Linked DNA regions of Mus musculus: all the other regions are linked to region 1. A link is a contact called in public HiChIP or PLAC-seq and promoter capture Hi-C data. All regions are on one chromosome and are shown on one strand. The core of a region is the stretch at or near the end of the contact, and the rest is flanking DNA. Distances in the headings are between cores, read along the strand shown.

Region 1 (4,032 bases), core at 816-3,315:
CATAACCTCTGGGAGATCAGAGCAGTACAGAAAGTGGGAGTGGGGGGGGGGTTCCACCAAATGCTAGGGCTGTGCTGCCACAGTAGGGTGTCTATCTTAATGCCCAGGGCTCTGTAAGGAGCTGAACACACCATTACTCATCCAGCCACAGCAGTACCCCTTCATTCCTGTCTCCCTCTGGCCCCAGGATCAGCCAGCAGTGCAGAAAGCCTCAAATAGAGGTACCCAGCGGGGCACCCCAGCACCAGACCCTGGATGCCTCTTCAAAGCACATCCAGGAGGTGGAATGAGGTGCCCAAGGTCATGTTCAGCAGTATGGGAGGCAGCTTTCACTGCATTTCCTTCAGGTTAGGGCACCTCATCCTCCCCGAGGCAGGAGTTACAGTTCAACCTGAACTGCCACTAGTCCCACCAGAGTGCCCCAGGGGAGGGTCACACCACCTGCTGGGGGGATCAGCCTTTCTGAGGGGTGTGCCTGCAGCTGCCACAGAGGAATGACACTGGAATGTCCCAACTCCAAAAATGGGGACAGCCTGAGAGGCGATGGGGGCAGCTGGCATACCCTACCCCCTGGACAGAATTATCCACATTTTGCTCTATGTCCAGTGCTTCAGTGTTTCTGAGCTCTTCTATTTCACAATGTCACATCGTCTCCACACTAGTCGGTGGAGCACGGCATAAAGGACCCTATCTACACATAGGGAAACTGAGGCTTGAAAGAAGGAATCACACGCTGAAAGAAGACTCCGCTTTGAGGACCAATCTGGATTCCCACAGTAAAGCCCTCTATACTACACCCAGCTGTCCCAGCTAGGGGTCACCTTCCACTAGTATACTCTGCTGTCTACGTAGCCTGCCCAGCCCCCCATGCTTGTTTCTCCCAAGGGCAAGGTTGAGAGGGATGGAACTTAACCCCCCTCCCAGAGATCCCTCCTGCCCGCCCTGGGGAAAGAGGTAAGAAGAAGAAATAGTGGAAGTGGCGCAGGTTTAGGGACTCTTGAGCTCAGGAAACTGCTAGAGGCGGTGTCGGGAACTAGCTGGTCGCTTTCATTCAGTCTTGCACATACACACCCACACGCAGCCAGTCGGCAGAGAAGCCCTGCTTGTGAGAGCCTGGGAGGAGGCTCATCTCTAGGTCCAGGAGGGCCTCCCGCCTCTGCTCCCGCCCAAGGACAACCATTCCCAATCTGTATCTTTGGGTTGGGTATGTCCCAAGCTCCCATCTTAATACTGAGATACCTTAAGAGTCCTGGTCCTTACTTTTGTCAAAGGCTAAAGTCAGGACTGGAACAGAGTCCCAGACCTTGGGACGTCCCCTGTTCGCAGGTCCCCAGGTGAGGACCAGACACAGTAGGGGGCTGAGGCAGGAAGAGGGTACCCTGAGGGTGAGGGCAGGTGAGTGGTGTCCCCGGGAAGGCGGCAGAGAAGACAGGTTGGACATCCCGGTGGAACTGCGCCCAGGAAGGCTGTGGAGGAAGCAAGGGATCCCAGAACTACCGGAGGCCCTCCTAGCTACCCAGGGGGCGGGGTGGGGTGCACGTCTCCCGCCCGCCGTCTGTGGGGCCTGCTTAGAGCTGGTGCAGGGGGCGGAGGCCGAGGTCAGACTCCTGCGCCAAGGGCGCCTGCCCCTCCTAGCTGCGGCGTGGGGATCGGGGCGATGCTCCACGGAAAATGCATTTACAGGTCAGCCTCGTGCGCGGGAGCAGAGGACACCGGGGCGCGCACAGCATCCTGCCAACCCCCGCCGGGTGTCCGAGAACGACCTCAGCGACCCGCCCTACCCACTTACCATGCTGGCTCCGTGAATCCTAGGGCGCGCTGCAGTCCCCAGCTCGGTCTCGAACCTTTCTCTTCCCAGGCTCTTCGGGAACGCGCGGGAGCCGGATCGGCGGGCAAAGGACGCACTGGGCGACACTCGTCCGCTGGCCCCAGAGACGGAGGGAAAACCCGGCCTGACTCACCCGCGCGGCGCGAGCCCCAGCGCCCAGCCCGGCCCCCGGATGTGGGGGGCGGGAACCGGCACCGCCCCCGAGCGACCTGAGCCCCGCCCGGGCTCGCGGGTGCTGCGGGGCCGGGACCCCACCGCTAGCCGCGCATGGTGCAGCGGCCACCGCGATGCGTGCTCGTTCGCTCGCTCACGTGCAGCAGCTCTGCAGACCCCAGCCCGGACGAGGCTCTAGAGCGCGCGCCGCACTGCTTGCTGCTCCTCCTTCTCCTCCTCCTCCAACTCGGGCCTCGCCCGCCTCACCCGGTTTCCTTCCAGAACCAGCTTCCAAACTGGCTTGCTGGGATGGGTTGGTCAGGTCTCTGCCGCCTCTTTCTCAGGTAAGCGCCACTTTCCTCGTTTGAGAATAAACCCAAGACGCGCTCTAAGAGCCGAAGAGGTGTAGTAGGCGTCTACAGTAGTTAGCCGCTGGACTTTTATTTTGGAGGGAGGTTGATTTACCTGTGCAGCCTTCTAGGGGCGGCAGGTTCAGATGCCTTTAGGGGCCAGACTGATAGTGTAAATGAGTCATATGGGTTGGGTAAGCCAGTAGCGGGGACGGAAACCGAAGGCTGGACACTCAGACACGTTCAAGAGTAAGAAGTTGGAACACCTTTTCTTCCTTAAAAAGTTAAACATAGATGTGGGGTGGGGTGGGGTGGGGTGGGGTGGGGTGGTAAGGGTTGTGTATGGAGAGATGGTTCAGTGGTTAAGAGTACTTGCTGCTCTAGCAGAGGACCCGGTTTTGGTTCCCAGCAACCACGTGGTTGCTCACAATCCTTTGCAGCTCCAGTTCCAGGGTATGGAACGCCCCCCCCCTCACCCCCACCCCCGGCCCCTGGGGGCATTACTCGCACTGGGTGCACATTTACTCACGCTGGCACATACACGTAATTTTGTTGTTGTTGTTTTTAAGATAAAAAAAAAAAACCAAACCAGTAAGTTAAACAGATTCATGATAGCATTTCCACTCCTGGGTATATGACTAAAGAAATCAGGTATGCCAACAAGTGCTTGCACTCAGATGATCATAGCAATCCTGTGTATAACAGTCAAAAGAAGGACACAGGTCAAACCCTCCAGCAATTAGTGAAAGGATAAACAGTGTGGTCCAACCATACAGTGGAATATTACTTACCACAGAAAAGGCATAGTGCCATTTCATGCTACAACTCAAACCTCTAACAAGTGATGGTAAGTCAAAGAAACCCAGCAGAGACCATGTGTGAACCTTTATGGACAGAATGCAGGCTAGTGCTAGAAGCCACAGGGAGGGAGAAATGAGGATGATCCTTGCAAGTTATCGGGTTTTGTCCTGGAATCAGGTGGTGGTGACAGCACTTTCCTTTTACATTGTCTTACAGAGGGCTGGGGTGTGACTCAGTAGGAGAGCATTCTCTCAGAGGCTGCTTGAGGCCCTGGGTTCAATTCCCAGTACCTTAAGTTAAAATGGATAATTTTGTATCAGGCAAGTCAACTTCATTTAAACAACAAAACATTACTGTGGCCCAGCAGGTACCGATTTGCCGCCTCTGTTTTCTATTTCTACCGTAGTCAAATGTTAACAATGGATTTTTCTCTTTAAGAAACCTCATTCACAGCACTTGGTATCTCAGTCATGCAGGGACTGCAGGTATATGGGGGAGCGGGGTTGCCTGAGACAGATGAACATTGACCATAAGAGCACACGTATGGTCTTGGGGACCTGAGGAAATGCCTCTCTGGGCAAGTAGCCTGACAGAAGCCCAGAATTCAAATGTTTCCTCAGGGAGGTGTATTCATGGTTCTGAGGCCCAGAGCTGGAGAAATCTGGACATGTTCAGATGTAGAGGAGCTCTGAAGGGAGGCCAGGGCCTGGAGAGTTCCCCAAAGGTGGCACACAGGTGTTGTCCCAGAACTGCCTCATGGATCATCCTGCAGAGCCTCTGCAATACAGACACAAGAATAACAGCAACAATAATAATTACCAAGTATTTGTGGAGTTAGGGCATTTGTAATCCCAGTATTTAGAGTTTAGAAAAATAGGAAGATCAGACTGGAGAGAGGCT
Region 2 (4,032 bases), core at 580-3,079, 360 kb before region 1:
GGGTGCTCGCCACCCCCAACCCCCTACCTCCTGCTGGTTTCCCTCCTTGCCACCATGAAGTCTGTCTACCATCAAGCTGGCTTCAATCACCTGTTCTGAGGATGCCGCCTTTCCTTCTAGGACCCCAATTGACAAGTAACTGAGTGTTTTCTTTCCTGCCTTTCCAACTGAGAACTGCAGATGGTAAACATATTTCTCATCTCGATTCACTTACCCAGTGTTTATTGAACGTCGGCTATAGGCCAGATAGTGTTCTGTAAGAAGACAGCGGTGCCTGAAACAAGAGGATACAGTTAAAAGGTAACTAGGACAGATGTCCCCATCTCCTGATTAATCATGAAGGGGACTGAGAACGAGGCCACCTCAGATTGGGCAGTCTGGGACAGGCTCTGGAAACCTTGACTTCAGGATTAGGCGCTTGCTCTTCACAGTCTGGGAGGAAGGCTAATCCACATAGGTATCTGACAAGAATAAAGACCCAGGGAGCAATCGCCCTGTTCAATACACAGACGCTTCTAGAATGAAACAGTACCCATTAACACTAACACTGGTAGGTAATGGGTAGTGAGAATGGGTGCTAACTTGTAATACGGTGTTGGCGTCTTTTCAGAGACTTCAGTAGACTGTCAGGTTTGCTTGGCAAGAGGTTTTCAGAATATTTGTTGGGCACAGGCACAGTTTTCACACAGGGCCAAGACTTTATAACCACTACCAGAAACTCCACTTTACCTGAGGCCACAGCCTCCAACCCCAGGAAGTTTTAGTTCAGAGGGTCTTGCCAGCTGGGTGATTTCCCTTTTAATTAGGGGAGTAGGAGTGTTGCTGGGTCTCAACAGGCTTTAAGAATACAGAATGGATAATGCAGCCACAGAAATTAAGAAGACAGCCACAGGAGAGTCAGAAGGGAAGGTGGAAAATTATCTAAAACCCACTCCATCACGTGTGCCCCTTACCAGGCTCCAAACTCAGGACTGACTCTTCTCGAAAGGGTGTCCCAGGAGTTAATGTGACAGTTACTTGAGACCAGTTTTGAGGTATAAATATGCCTTGTGGGGGCCCTGGCAGCTAAAACCTGGATTCCAACTTCAGCCTCTCTGGCCATCCCTGTAAGTGGATGGCTTTCTCTTTGGGCCCGATTGGTGTCCTAATGTAACTGTGGTTAAGACAAGTCAGTATGATGCATTCCAGATTTGGGTTTGGGCTAAGTCTGTCCCTGCAGAATTCAAGGTATACCAAGTTTTAGACACTTTTCCCATTTGTTTTTTGTCTGCTTCCTGAACTAACTGCTCCCTCTGGTTCAGGAAAGAAGTATGAGCTTTTTTGTCTAGTGTCCATGCCTGAGTTGCTATGGTGAACATTGACTATAAGAGGTGCCTAGTTTGCCTCCTTCCTTGTCTCTTATTCTCCTTATTTCTCTCTTTCCTTCCACATTCCTCTCACTAGTTTTCCTCTTTCCTTCCTTTGTTTCTCTTTCTCTTTGATTCTCGGTTACCAAGTCTTCCTGCGCACACCCGCAGGGGTCGCTTTTGGCCACCAAGCGGCGCTCAGCTACCGTCTAGAAAGAACCTCTAACTTTCCCACAGAGTTCCAAGTTTTGCTTTGCAAGTGTCAGAAAGGTCAATCTACAAGCTTGGGGAACACTCCCAAGGCTCGAACAGTGAGTGCCTCAACCTCAGGCGGCCTGCGACAGAGCCGAGCCCGGCCGCATAGGGTGCCTCGGGTGGCACCGGCGGGGTACAGAGGCTCGCGCTCCGGGACCCGCTAGGCGAGGGCCCGGACTGCGAGGAGCTGATGAGCGCCAGGCCCCCACCACCACCCCCGCCCTCCCCGTCCGGCCGCTCCTCCCCTGGGTGGGTCCCCGCGCCTTTTCTGGCGGGGTCTATTTGCATAGAAGGAACTGCCCGCAGTGGCCGCTGAGTCTGAGCGGGCGGCTAGGGGGGCGTGCGCGATCCGCGGCCACCCGGACGCGGAGCCCCGCAGCCGCCGACCTGGAGCCGCCCCGGGCCGCAGCGCCGACGCAGAGCCGGCGGGTCGCCATGGGCGCGGGCGAGCGCGCGGCGGGCGGAGGAGGCGCGCAGGACCCCGGAGCGGGCTGCGGGTCGCGGGCGCTGAGCGCGCTGTGCCTGCTGCTGTCGGTGGGCTCTGCGGCCGCCTGTCTCCTGTTGGGAGCCCAGGCGGCCGCCCTGCATGGCCGAGTGGCGGCGCTGGAGCAGGAGCGCGAGCTGTTGCGGCATGCGGGGCCGTCCGGAGCCCTGGCCGCCTGGGCCGAAACGCACCTGGAGCGCCTGTTACGGGAGGTGAGGGCGCGCGATCGCCGGCCGGGGGATGTCCCGCTTCACGAGGGGGTGTAGGGCTGCGGGGGCGGCGTTGATCGTCACCTTCAGGAGCAGGACTCACCTAGTGGATTGCACTGGGGTCGCTGGTGGGGAAGGGTCCTGCTGTCCAGCTTCTGTGCCGGGACTTGCTTCTGCAGGAAAAACAACTTAAAGGGCTGTTTAGGTAACACTAAGGGGCTATGGTAAAGAAAGACCTTGGGGTAACAACAGTCCTGAGTGCGGAGTCTCTACTGAAGTGTGTGCTCAGACCCACAGCCTCTGCCTGCTCTCCAGCGCTGGAGATACTAATGAGGCTCTTGCGTTCCCACGGCTAGTCTGCCTGAAACAGTCCGGACCACCTCAAGGCTCAGGCCAGCCCTTCCTCTGTGTCCGGGAAGGTTAGGTTGGGAGCGGCTCTGGCCTAGATGTGCTGTGTTCCTTAGCTGGCCCACTAAAACTGTGCATCGAAGACTAGGACACAGCTGAGCTAGCTGCCTCTGTGCGCGTTTGGCTGGGTGGTGATCTCTACAGGCCACCCCCAAAGCGTCTTAGGTTTGTTTTCCGAGGGTTAAGACTCCTGTTTTGAGCCTGCCCTGGTGGCATCTGTAATTCCAGAATTTAGGAGGCTGAATTGTGTGAATCTCTCTACAAGTTGGGGGCTGGCTTAAACTATATAGTTGAGATGCAGGTCCAGCCTGGGCTTCAGAACGAAAATAAATAAATAAATAAATAAATAAATAAATAAATAAATAAATGCCAACCATTGGGCATATTGATGAGCGCCTTTAATCCCAGCACTTTGGAGGCAGAGGCATGAGGATCTCTGAGTTTGAGGTCATCCTGTCCAGGACAGCCAGAGGAAGACCCTGTCTCAAGAAATCAAAACAAACAACAAAAACAAAAGAAGATGGCCATTGTATGCCTGGACTTCTGATCTTCTGTCTACTGATACTCCATCTGACAATACCTGGCCAGAACCTCTACCCTCGGTACAGCAAGCCTCTTGCCTGTAGAACTGTGGCATACACCCGCACACTACAGTTTCTCTCAGCTCTGCCTCCCTTATAGGAATGGTTCACCTCCTCCTAGAGGAGGTGGTTGCCCCAGATCTAAAGGCGGGGGTGGGGGTGGGGAGTCAATCCTAAGGACAGTAGAAAATGAACCTTGCTTGTGGGAGAGGAAGCAGGGGGCAGGTGTACTATCTACCACCTGTTCCCTAAGCTGTGCCCTGCTATGGTCTTTGCTACTTTACTGAGCTGTGCAATGCTAGGGGCACAGCTCAGGGAGAAGGCTGACTTAGATTATGCAAGTCCTTGGGTTAGACTCCTGACATCAGATATTGAGCTGTGTACCCAAGGTGGAGTGGATTTGGGATTTCAAAGGGAATGGAAGAAGTCTAGACCTAACTTTCCTGTTTCCCACAGCTCCTAAGTCACTTTAAGATAAAGCCAACATTACCTCTCCTCCTTGGTTCCGGGCAAAATCGCTGCTTTCTGAATGATTTCCTCTCCCTTCTTTAAAGTGCCCGCAGAAGGGAGAACTCTGCCCCAAGCCCTGCCAGCAACTTATGACTTTATAAATTGCCACCCACTATCCTTTGTCAGCTCCCTAAAGGTCAGCAGCTGAACTGTGAATACCCCAACCCACTGCCACTTCTATTGGGAAGAATAAACCACAAGCCATGACCAGAAAACCAAAAATCCCTGAAAGACCTTTG
Region 3 (4,032 bases), core at 641-3,140, 320 kb after region 1:
CTACCAAAGGAGTTTGAGACCATCCTGGGTTACCTAAGAACCTGCTTTTAAAAAGCAAGTACCACTTCCCATACATACAGCAGCAGCACACCTGTAACCACAGCATTTAGGAAGCTAAGGCAGGAAGGTTGAGACTTCAAGAACTCTCTGGACCACAGAAAGGGACACCATCTCAAAAACTAAGTAAATAAAACAACAAAACAAAAGCACATGCACAAAAAGCCAGACTAGATGGAAAGATGTGTCGTTGCCATGTTTGTAAACTAGAAGATTCGCTAGTGATATGTTAATTCTCCAATGAATCTATGTAGTCAACATGATCCCGTATGAAATATCAACAGTCTGCTTCTCTAGAAGTCAACAAAGAGATGCTAAAATTTATATCAAAATCCAATAGCATGGTGGAACACACTTAAAATACCAGCTCTGGAGAGGCTCAGGCATAGGCTTATGGCCTATGTTATTAAAAAACAACAAAACAACAACAACAAAACAAACAAAGCAACTGTAGTTGTGGGTGGCTGTAAGCCACAATGAGGGTGCTGGGAACTGAACCCATATCCTCTGGAAGAGCAGCCAGTTATCTTAACTCCCGAGCCATCTCTCTAGCCCCCATGCTCTCATTTCTAGACCAACCACTGCAGTACACAACCAAGGAACCAAGGATGTAGCTCACTGAAGCCTCCGCAGTGTTTTTAAGAGTCAAGCATCTTTCTCTGGTGATAAGGATGGCAGCAAATTTCCAGGCTCAAATAATTCTCCTGCCTTGACATATGGAGTAGCTGGGACAAAAGGTGTCTGTCACTGTGCCTGGCACATCAAATGTCCTCAGAGTCTGATCAGCTGAAGCTAGAATCAGAATTACCAGGGACCTTGACTCTGGGTATCTGAGGTTTCACTTGGGAACCTGCCACTGCAGTATCAGTCAGGGTATGGCATCTGTATCCTGGGACTCAGCTCTGGTCGCTGTTATCCAGTTAACTTGCTGACTGCTGGGGGAAAGCTGTTTCTGTCTTTGGATTCTCATGTTTGGTTCAGATGTTCCAAGCCGTAGTGTCAGCACTGTGTCTTCCTGAGGTGAGAGCACCCAGCTTGGTGCTGGTCCTCACTGCTCTGGCATTTGCGGACTGGATTGTATTTCTGCCTGCTGGGATCCTAACACTGCCACAGAAGCCACAGAAGGGAGCAAGCAAGCAGTTGTAGGCCAGCTTGGCCGTGTATGACCCTGGGGGAGCGGGAGGGAAGGATCTGCAATAGTAAACAGTATATAATGAACTTCCTTGAAGCCCACTCACCACTTAAGACCTTCACTAGATCTGGAGGTCCTGAGTTCTAGGCTTTCTTCTGACTCAAGCTTACATTTTATATTTTTACATTTATTTACTTGCTTGGTGTGTGTGTGTGTGTGTACATCAAAGTACCACAACTTGCATGTAGAAGTCAGAGGACAGTTTTCAGGAGTTGGTTCTCTCCTTCCACCATGAGGGTCCCTCACAAAGTCCTTTAGAGTGGGGCATCCTGGGCACGAAACAAAATGCCTTGTATGTACTGATTGGATGATGAATACAGCAAGATAGGAGAACACAACCTCAGTGAAGATGTTGAGATAACAGTGGATCCATAAAAGAGAGGACCTCACTCCCAAGGGACAGCCACAGAACTTAGGGCAAACCTCAGGTGTGGCTGAGGATAGACAGATGCCCGGTGAACGACCCAGGGCAAAAAGGGCACTGCAGAGTCCCAATGGGCACCTAGCTGCCAGCTCTATGCTGGCGGGCCTCAAGCTCCCCAGCAGTTGCCACACACGCTGGGTTGCACTAGACCTCCGTGCCCCGCGAGGGCGCTCCAGATAAGTCCTCCAGAGCACTCGCCCTCAGCCGTGGTCGCTCTAGCCGTGCGGCGGCGGCGCGGGGCGTGTCGGGAAAGCGGCGGGCTGGTGCGATCCTTAGCGGCGGCAGCGGCTGCGGCAGCGGGAGCCATGGTGGGTGGCGAGGCCAGCGCCGCGGTGGAGAAGCTAGTTTCCGGCGTGCGGCAGGCCGCCGACTTCGCCGAGCAGTTTCGTTCCTACTCGGAGAGCGAGAAGCAATGGAAAGCGCGCATGGAGTTCATCCTGCGCCACCTGCCTGACTACCGAGACCCACCCGACGGCGGCGGCCGCCTGGACCAGCTGCTGTCCTTATCCATGGTCTGGGCCAACCACCTCTTCCTGGGTTGCAGGTGCGGACCCCCGACAGCTGGCTGACCTTGTCCCCATCAGTCGATCCTCAGCTTGGGCATATACACTGCTCCACGCTGAACCTGGCGCCAGCCTCCTACTGATCCCCTCTTAGCATTCCCTCGGGAAAAAAATCTCTCCTCTGAGCCTCGCTTTTCTCTTGTGAATGAGTGGTTGGGATGACTACAGCAGCTGAATGATAGGGCGTGCAGTGCAGGTGTGCTCCAAGGCGGCCGAATTGCAATGGTCATTGTTATTACTGTTTATTAGCCCAGAGGACTTCCTTTCCAGAGTGTGTTTGAAGTCTATTAGCTCCTGTCGCCCACGTGACAAAAGTGCAGACTCTTCCTCTAGATGAAGACACCTAGCAAGAGGATGTGATGTATCTCACCATTGGTGGGTTTCACGCTAAGGCAGGATGTAATCTTTTCTCCCCTTTCTCTTCTTGGCTTCCCTCTTAGGAAAGTAACCCATGCTATCTTGTTGCTGTCCTAACTCCCCGCCCTCCCCAGTCTTTGTGATCACACCTGGAAGGCAAGAGCCTGGCCTTGAGATATTCCACCTGGAAATGACACCAGGTTTTTATACTCCCTTGTGATTTTTAATTTTTTTTTAAAGATTTATTTATTTATTATATGTAAGTACACTGTAGCTGTCTTCAGACACTCCAGAAGAGGGAGTCAGATCTTGTTACGGATGGTTGTGAGCCACCATGTGGTTGCTGGGATTTGAACTCCGGACCTTCGGAAGAACAGTCGGGTGCTCTTACCCGCTGAGCCATCTCTCCAGCCCGTGATTTTTAATTTTTGAGGCAGTCTTCCCTTATAACTGAGACTGGCCTCCAGTTTACTGTGTAGCCCAGGCAATCCTAGAACTTGATCCACCTAGGCAACCACGTCCTGAGAGGCATGCATGGCCAGGCTCTTCCAGGCTTCTAGAGTTTCGTGAGGTTGTGTTAGAACAGGAGACCCTCACTCATACCTGATTTTGTAGTGGTCACAGGACCCCCTCCAGGCCAAACTGCTTGGTTTACTTTTTGGGTTTTGTGTTAGGGATGAAACCCAGGCCCTTACACATCCAAAATAAGCACTCAGTCACGAGCCTCATCACCAGTGCTGAAGCGGCTTGGTTTCAGATGTTGGGATGATTTGTCAGAACCGGATGTGGGGACGCTGAGCTAGACACACCCATCACACACACAGGCCCATCCTCCTTCCTGCGGTGCCCTTTAAAATCTGAGATTACAGAATCCAAACTCAGACACGTGACGGAGAACTGAACAAAAGGGATAAATGGTGTTATTTTCATGAGACCAACGTTCTGTGTGTTTTAAAAATAATCCAATTTTTAGGCCCTCAAATCTCATCCATGAATATGTACCACCAGGTATATGGTGCTCCTGTTTCTGTAATTTTAATTTAACTTTTTGTTTGCTTGTTTATACCTATTTTAAATTTTATACCTATGGGCATTTTGTCTACATGCCTGCACTGTAAGAGTGCCTCATGCCGTTGGAGGCCAGAAGACAGCTTTGGATTCCCTGGGATGGAAGTGCAGGTGGTTGTGAGCCACCTGACGTGGATGCTGGGAATTGAAACTGGGTCCTCTGAGAGCAAGTGCTCTCAACTGCTAAATTATCTCTCCAAACTCCTGTTTTTGTAATTTTTAAAAAGATTTTTATTTTATGTGTATGACTATGTACAAATATGTACCTAGTATCCTCCAAGGCCAGAAGAGGGCGTCAGATATCTGAGACCTGAAATTAACAGCCATGTAGAAACTGAACCCAGGTCCTTTATAAGAGTCTCAGGTGCTGT

The links. Promoter capture Hi-C pulls out the DNA fragments that hold promoters and counts their contacts. HiChIP or PLAC-seq counts read pairs in DNA pulled down with a chosen protein or histone mark.
Region 2: an H3K4me3 HiChIP or PLAC-seq map of craniofacial prominence shows a contact between it and region 1, with 4 times the contacts expected there. The contact joins the promoter of Col23a1 here to the promoter of D930048N14Rik in region 1. A contact is called at or near these places in 1 of 39 promoter capture datasets (cranial neural crest) and 3 of 115 datasets of contacts at active chromatin or transcription factors (craniofacial prominence, forebrain and stem cell-derived neural progenitor cells).
Region 3: a contact with region 1 is called in a promoter capture Hi-C map of neural stem cells. The contact joins the promoter of Cdkn2aipnl here to the promoter of D930048N14Rik in region 1. A contact is called at or near these places in 2 of 39 promoter capture datasets (liver and neural stem cells), 1 of 115 datasets of contacts at active chromatin or transcription factors (pancreatic cancer cells) and 1 of 9 other capture datasets (liver).

The regions. Positions count from the first base shown.
Region 1 is chr11:51,648,889-51,652,920 of GRCm38.p6, forward strand. D930048N14Rik (RIKEN cDNA D930048N14 gene) reads left to right here and starts at 2,066. Exons shown (of 4, transcript NR_027958.1): 1 at 2,066-2,325. N4bp3 (NEDD4 binding protein 3) reads right to left here and starts at 2,185. Exons shown (of 5, transcript NM_145974.3): 1 at 1,790-2,185. Gm30058 (a long non-coding RNA gene) reads right to left here. Exons shown (of 2, transcript XR_388627.1): 2 at 3,202-3,909.
Region 2 is chr11:51,288,091-51,292,122 of GRCm38.p6, forward strand. It overlaps Col23a1 (collagen, type XXIII, alpha 1), which reads left to right and starts at 1,830. Exons shown (of 29, transcript NM_153393.2): 1 at 1,830-2,297. The coding sequence starts at 2,037.
Region 3 is chr11:51,965,741-51,969,772 of GRCm38.p6, forward strand. It overlaps Cdkn2aipnl (CDKN2A interacting protein N-terminal like), which reads left to right and starts at 1,891. Exons shown (of 3, transcript NM_029976.3): 1 at 1,891-2,217. The coding sequence starts at 1,979.